2 separate regions of the Mus musculus genome follow, and region 2 is linked to region 1. A link is a contact called in public promoter capture Hi-C data. All regions are on one chromosome and are shown on one strand. Each heading gives the region's core, a stretch centred on a gene start, on an enhancer-like site or on the middle of the called end of the contact. The rest is flanking DNA. Distances are from core to core; before and after follow the strand shown. Region 1 holds the start of Zfp429 (zinc finger protein 429). Region 2 holds the start of Zfp58 (zinc finger protein 58).

Region 1 (3,199 bases), core at 337-2,836:
CTAAGTAATATCAATATCATACATACTATGTCAGTCCATTTCTTAGTAAAATTTGTGATTACAGTATCTTAGATCCAAAGAGCATCTCTCTCTCTCTCTCTCTCTCTCTCTGTAATAAATATTTATATTTACCAAATTGTTTTCCATTAATATTTTCATGGATATCTATGTTGATTCTGGTTGTTTACTGTTGGGAATAAAGAGCAATAAACATGGGGGCACAAATACACCTACATACAGCAAATTATCAGGTTCTCTGAGTATAACCACAGGATTGAATTAGTAGTGAGAGTGCAGAGACTGGTTCCATTCGGTTGAGGTCATTATGGGAATTAATCTGTAAGGTTCCAGTGTTTATTTCAGCACCCATAGTCTATGCTTCTGTACTCTTAGAGGCTACTTTGGGTCTGTGTTCCACAGTGGAGTAGACTCCACTGCAGCTGATGTTTTAGTACCTGCCTTTAGTTCACAGGATCTAAGGAATGGCCAAGGCATTGACTCCATGTGATCCCCTGGCTGTTTTGTGAGCAGTCCCATGTACACTGATTTCTGAGGGCTCTCAGAAAGAAATCCTAGTTGCAGGTGAGGGTGGATACCAATTTAAAATGTTTGTGCTCTGTATACTCTTGTTTCTACAGTACAACTCAAAGCCTTTGCATTTATGTCTCAACTACATACAACAAGTTGGAGAAATGACTGGATGTGTGACCTGCTTTTATTACAGACACCTTTCTACCAACAGATCAACAGTAGTAGTCTCTGTTGGACATAGGTAGCCTGTTAGCTGGTTTTAATCAATGCCTCCTTGGGCTGCTTGTTGATCTCCTTTCCAATGTCTGAGAGTCTGGGGCATTAACTCGGGACAAGAGATTTAGAGGAATGTTAGATAGACACTTGCTTGGGTGTGGCTTGGGAATGTCAAATTTTATCTTCAGAGTCAACCTCCTTGGCCTGCTCAAACAGCATGTGTTCCTGTATATGTAATATTAGCAATGCCCTGGAGGAATTATTTCTATATATTCGAAAAGTAGAAACACAAACAACAGTATACAAGTTTGTTGGGGCAGAAACCAAGCCAGCTTTGTACCGCAAGTCCATTTGTCAAAAGTTACTGAGGAGCTAGGAGCATAGTCAGGCACACCAAGGTTGGTTTCAAACATCCTTTTATAAAGTTACGTTTCCTTCCCACGTAGGTTAGTGTATTGCTTTGTTATTTTAACGAACTACTAAGTCAACGTTTTTTGTTTTTTTGTTTTTTTCAAGAAGTAGTAATATTAAACTTACAACTAGAAATGACTTGTAAGCCATATGTTTCTGTCAAAGGCTCGACTCATATCCGTACATCTCCGATGTGGTTCTGGGGTCCGAAACCAAATGGGGTCGCATTACCCATAGCTTTTCTGCAGAAAAGGCTTCCTCCTTCAACCTTCTACTTTGTGTTACCATCCACGTACCTCTCCAAACAGTAGAAGTCACCCACCCTGGGTTCTGGGATTTCCTTCGCACAGACTTCTGGGAGATGTAGTCCGCACCGCTGTGACCACTGGGAGCCTTCCAGGAAATCCCCTTCTGACTTCAGGTTTGTACTTGTGCCTCTTCCTCAAAGTTGGGCGGAAATCCTATGCGGCTATCTATTCCAGTTGTCTCTGACAAGAAGGTTGGTCCAGTCAGCAGCGTTGCTTGGGGCTCTGTGCGGGGTCTGTGTCAGGGAGGTTGGTTCAAGGAAGCAGCATAGACTGGGGTGGGTGCCAGAGCAGGGCTCTGTCTTGGAGGGAGCGCTTCTGGGCTGGGTGGGAGGGCGGAAGCAGCTGCCAGGACTTGCTGTGCTGAACTGGCTGGGACCGCTGAGGCTGCAGTTTTGGAGTGAGGGGACTGGCCTTTTGGGATTGTGTCCTGAGTGAAGGTTTCCTTTAGAACACCGAGAGCAGCCCGAGTCTGCCTTGGTTCTCTGGTACACTGGAGCAGCTTGGTAGTGGGGGACTAGATTGCAAACTAATGGTGATGAGCTGACTACCTGCTCCTGAGAGAGTGCCAGAGCCCACAGACCTGCATTGCTGGAAACGCGCATTCCTGGCTGCCCCCATCTCACCTGGATGCTGCCAGAGTCCTTTGTGTCTTTAGAGTAAAAGGGTTTCTGGTCCCCGTGTACTCTGTAGCCAGCTTATAGCAATGGCCTTGAGGTCTGACTGTGTTCACTTTTCTCTGCCAGTAAAGAATTAAGAGAGGAAAAATCCGAGGTACTACAGGTGTCGTTTAGGGGAATTCTGGGACACTGCCAACAGATCTGCCTGAATGCACTGAAAATCTTGGACTAGGGTTGAAGAAACGCATGGAGTGGATACACTGGCAGGAATGTCTACAAGGCAGAGTGGGATCGAGACGAGCTCACATCATGTTTCACCTTGAGGGCTGTATTTTCTAAACTTTTGAAAGGACCTCCATCCCTACTTTACAGTTGAGAGTTTTAAAAAAAGAGATAATGTCCGCTTGGCCCACAATGGTTCCGGTCAACATGACATTATCAGGGCTTGGACTTGTTGAAGAAGTTTATGAACATTGTGTATATTTCTGCCAGTGTTTCTGTTATCTTGTAGCTTTGCTGCCCATGGTAATATGAGGTATAAAAGGGCGGTGAATAATAAACTTGAGGCTGCTGTGGTATTGACCAGCAGTCCTCCCAAGTCTATTTCTTGGCTCTGCATCTTTTTTCGGCCTCTCCTGTCTTTAATCCTCACTCCACACTCAGAGACTCTTTGACACTTGGCACAACCTAGGAGTTGCTGCTTCATGATCTGTGTTGTATGTATTTTAAGCACTGTGTAGTATAGACAGGCTGGTAGGGAATGGGGAGTCTGTATTGTTTGGAACCTGATCAGGAATCCATCGTTCTCTTTGCCTCTCTCTCATGTTTACTTCCCATCAATGTCCTGTTAATCTTTAGATCTGCCCGACTCTCTGAAAATTTATCTCTGATTGTCACTGACAGGAGATGCAAGAGTTCTTAAAACATCTGCGCTGTCCTTTCTGTTGCTCTAGACTTCCTCTAGGATGGGCTTCCATTGAGTGGAATGTAACCATCGAGCTCCCAGTTATTGGAAGGATAGGTAGTAATTGTTAATGGGTGGAACTGTTCCTGCCTCAGGTCAGACATTATTTGCATTTCTTTCCCATTGAAAGTGAATTTTGCAAGTCTCTGATT
Region 2 (3,199 bases), core at 509-3,008, 100 kb before region 1:
TTAATCTTGTCCAAGAGAGAGAGAGACTTTCAGTATTATCAGCATGTGAAGCATAGGCAGATGACTTGGAACCAAGTAAAGAATAATCATCAAAGTAGTCCAGAAGGTGGACAGCTGTCTTAGTCAGGGTTTCTATTCCTGGACAAAACATCATGACCAAGAAGCAAGTTGGGGAGGAAAGGGTTTATTCAGCTTATACTTCCACATTGCTATTCATCACCAAAAGAAGTCAGGACTGGAACTCAAGCAGGTCAGGAAGCAGGAGCTGATGCAGAGGCCATGGAGGGATGTTCCTTACTGGCTTGCTTCCCCTGGCTTGCTCATCTTGCTTTTTTATAGAACCCAAGACTACCAGCTCAGGGATGCCACCACCCACAAGGGGCCTTTCCTCCTTGATCACTAATTGAGAAAATGCCTTACAGCTGGGTCTCATGGAGGCATTTCCTCAACTGAAGCTCCTTTTTCTGTGATAACTCCAGCTTGTGTCACGTTGACACAAAACCAGCCAGTACAACAGCCAAAAGGCACAAGTTCCATAGGTAAATAGGAAACATTCCATATATGCATACATGGATAGAAAACCTCTGCTTTGTAGAGAGGAACTTGGGAAATATTTGGATTATGTATAACGTCATATAATGCAGTCCATTGAACAACCTTTTAAAGGAGTTACCATTCTGAGCTAGATAAAACTACACAGTCAGGTCATGTGCCTCCCTGTAAAGGATACATTAATGAAGGGTCCTGCACAGCTCTGGGGTGGGGGATCCTTGTTAGTTCATATTGTTGTTCCTCCTATAGGGTTGCAGACCCCTTTAGCTCCTTGGCTACTTTCTCTAGCTCCTTCATTAGGTGCCCTGTGGTCTATCCAATAGATGACTGGGAGCATCCACTTCTGTATTTGCCAGGCATTGGCATAGCCTCACAAGAGATTGCTATATCAGGGTCCTGTCAGCAAAATCTTTCTGGCATATGCAATAGTGTCTGGGTTTGGTGGTTGTATATGGGATGGATCCCCAGGTGGGGCAGTCTCTGGATGGTCTTTCCTTTCATCTCAAGAGCTGAACTTAACTTTGTTCAATTATTAAAACCACCTGTGTGGTCTTGGCCCACTTCCTGTACTGTATGGGTTCCAATGTTCACAGGAATAGTTTTACCAGTTGTAGAATCTGATATATATATGACTCACACCGGGTATCAGTACAGAAGAACAAGAATTATTTATGTAGCATAGTGTTGAGCCAAAGCCATTACACCCAAAGGCTTTTACCTTAAACTAGCTCCCTATCCATCTTATTTAGAAATAAGGTCTCTATAAATAGCCCAATCCAACCTTGGATCCTGGGTCCTTCTTCCATAAGCCACCAGGCAGCTAAGAGCATAATAAGGCACATCAATGCTGGTTTGAAAAATCATCTTTAAAAGATATTTTTTTATTCCCACACTAGTGATTGCTTCGTCGTGCTGATTTTTTTTTTCAAGGAGTAGTAAGATTAAAATCACAACACATGGACAGGAAAGGACCTGAAACCCTAATATTTCTGTCAAAGGCTCGACTCATATTCATATATCTCATGTTGTGGATCTGGAGATGAAAACCAGCCTGACTTCCCAATGGCTGTCAAGCATAGTAGGCTTCTTTCTCTCATACACTCCTGTGGGTTGCCAGTGACAAATCCAGGAACAGCCCTAGCTGATTTCCGGGAAATTCTTCGCACAGACTTGTGGGAATTGTAGTCTGGCCACTGTGTCGTCACAGGGACCTGCTCCGGAAACAGTATTTAATTGAGTCTGAAAGTGTGCTGTTTCTCCAAAGTTGGGTGAGAGTGCTGTCCTGCTCAGCTCTCGAGTTGCATCGCTGACGTAGAGGTTGGTCCAGGGAGCAGCGCAGCCTGAGGCATTGTTCGAGGTGCGGGGATCCATCTGGCAGCGAGTAGAGCAGCGATGGGTGGGAGGTCGGGAGAAACTGACCTGCGCTGTCCTTACATTCTGGTCCATAAAGATACTGGTCAGGGCTGGGGAGAGGGCGTGTCTGACGGTGCCCTGATTGATGTTTGTCAGAACTCTGAGCACAACGCGAGTCTACCGTGGGCTTCTGGGACAGGAGTGCAGGATGGTTGCACGGGAGTGGGGTATGGTGTAAAGATCAGGCTTGGTGGGTCAGCTGACGAACTTGCATCTCAGGCGGTGCTGAGAGCTCACTTTCCCGCTTGGCTGGGGAGACTTTGTTACTAGCTGAACCTCACTCTCAGATGAATCTTGAGGTTTTCTCAGTTCATCTAAAATAGGTGGGTTTTCTGCCTCTCGAGCGTTTCACAGCACGCCGGTATGATCAAGGATTGTCATCGTTTTTCTCGGCCAGTCGGTGAATTAAACGGGTAAGAAAAAAATCAGAGACACAACAGGTCGTAGCTGGGAAATTCTGGGGCACCGTGGACAAATCTACCAGAATCACCTGATAAAGAAAAGCTTTGACTAGGGCTGAGGGAAAACAGGTGCGGTGGGCACATGGAGAGAAGCAACCACTGGCAGGCAGAGTGAGGGGTGGGGAAGCTGATGTCCCGCTTCACCTTCAGGGCTGGCGTTTCTTAAGCCTTTGAAGGGTTCCATCCCTAAGTTTTGGTTGATTACTTTTCAAGAAAGACAGGATGTCTACTTGGCCCACAACTGTTGTACAAACATTCTTCGATCTGGTCTTGAACTTGAGCCAGTCCATTAGCAGGGACCCCCGGAGCAGTGGGGGGAAAGCTCACCTTGTTTTAGGCTGCTAAGCGTTTGTGTGAGGTCAGCAGGGTGAGGGAGAACTTAAAGAACGTTATGCATTTATGTAATTTAAGGTAAACGGACCTCATTCCCATTCTGGAATTCTCCTTGTCTGAAGCAGCCACAGTGGTTTACACCCCTCCCTTGCTTTTCTGCCTCTTGCATGGCTTCTCCTTCCTTACACTGCACATCAAAGTGTGTAGAATGCATCTCTAGTTAGCCAAAACAGAAACCCTGCTCCTGCTCCTCACGTGGGGAATGAGAGCCAGATTTACATGTGGCATCAACCAGTGTACTGGCTAGTTTTGTGTCAACTTGACACAGGCTGGAGTTATCACAGAGAAAGGAGCTTCAGTTGGGGAAATGCCTCCACAAGATCCAGTTATAAGGCATTTTCTCAATGACTGCAACTTTTAAAGCCCCATAAGACAGAGTA

What was found. Capture Hi-C pulls out chosen DNA fragments and counts their contacts.
Region 2: a promoter capture Hi-C map of liver shows a contact between it and region 1. The contact joins the promoter of Zfp58 here to the promoter of Zfp429 in region 1. A contact is called at or near these places in 12 of 39 promoter capture datasets (the 3T3-L1 cell line, cranial neural crest, erythroid cells and 7 more), 2 of 484 Hi-C or Micro-C datasets (cerebral cortex and uterus), 4 of 115 datasets of contacts at active chromatin or transcription factors (bone marrow-derived macrophages, craniofacial prominence, effector CD8 T cells and 1 more) and 4 of 9 other capture datasets (adipose tissue, liver, macrophages and 1 more).

The regions. Positions count from the first base shown.
Region 1 is chr13:67,398,154-67,401,352 of GRCm38.p6, reverse strand. Zfp429 (zinc finger protein 429) reads left to right here and starts at 1,586. Exons shown (of 4, transcript NM_001080941.1): 1 at 1,586-1,657. The coding sequence starts at 1,622.
Region 2 is chr13:67,499,081-67,502,279 of GRCm38.p6, reverse strand. It overlaps Zfp58 (zinc finger protein 58), which reads left to right and starts at 1,758. Exons shown (of 4, transcript NM_001007575.2): 1 at 1,758-1,909.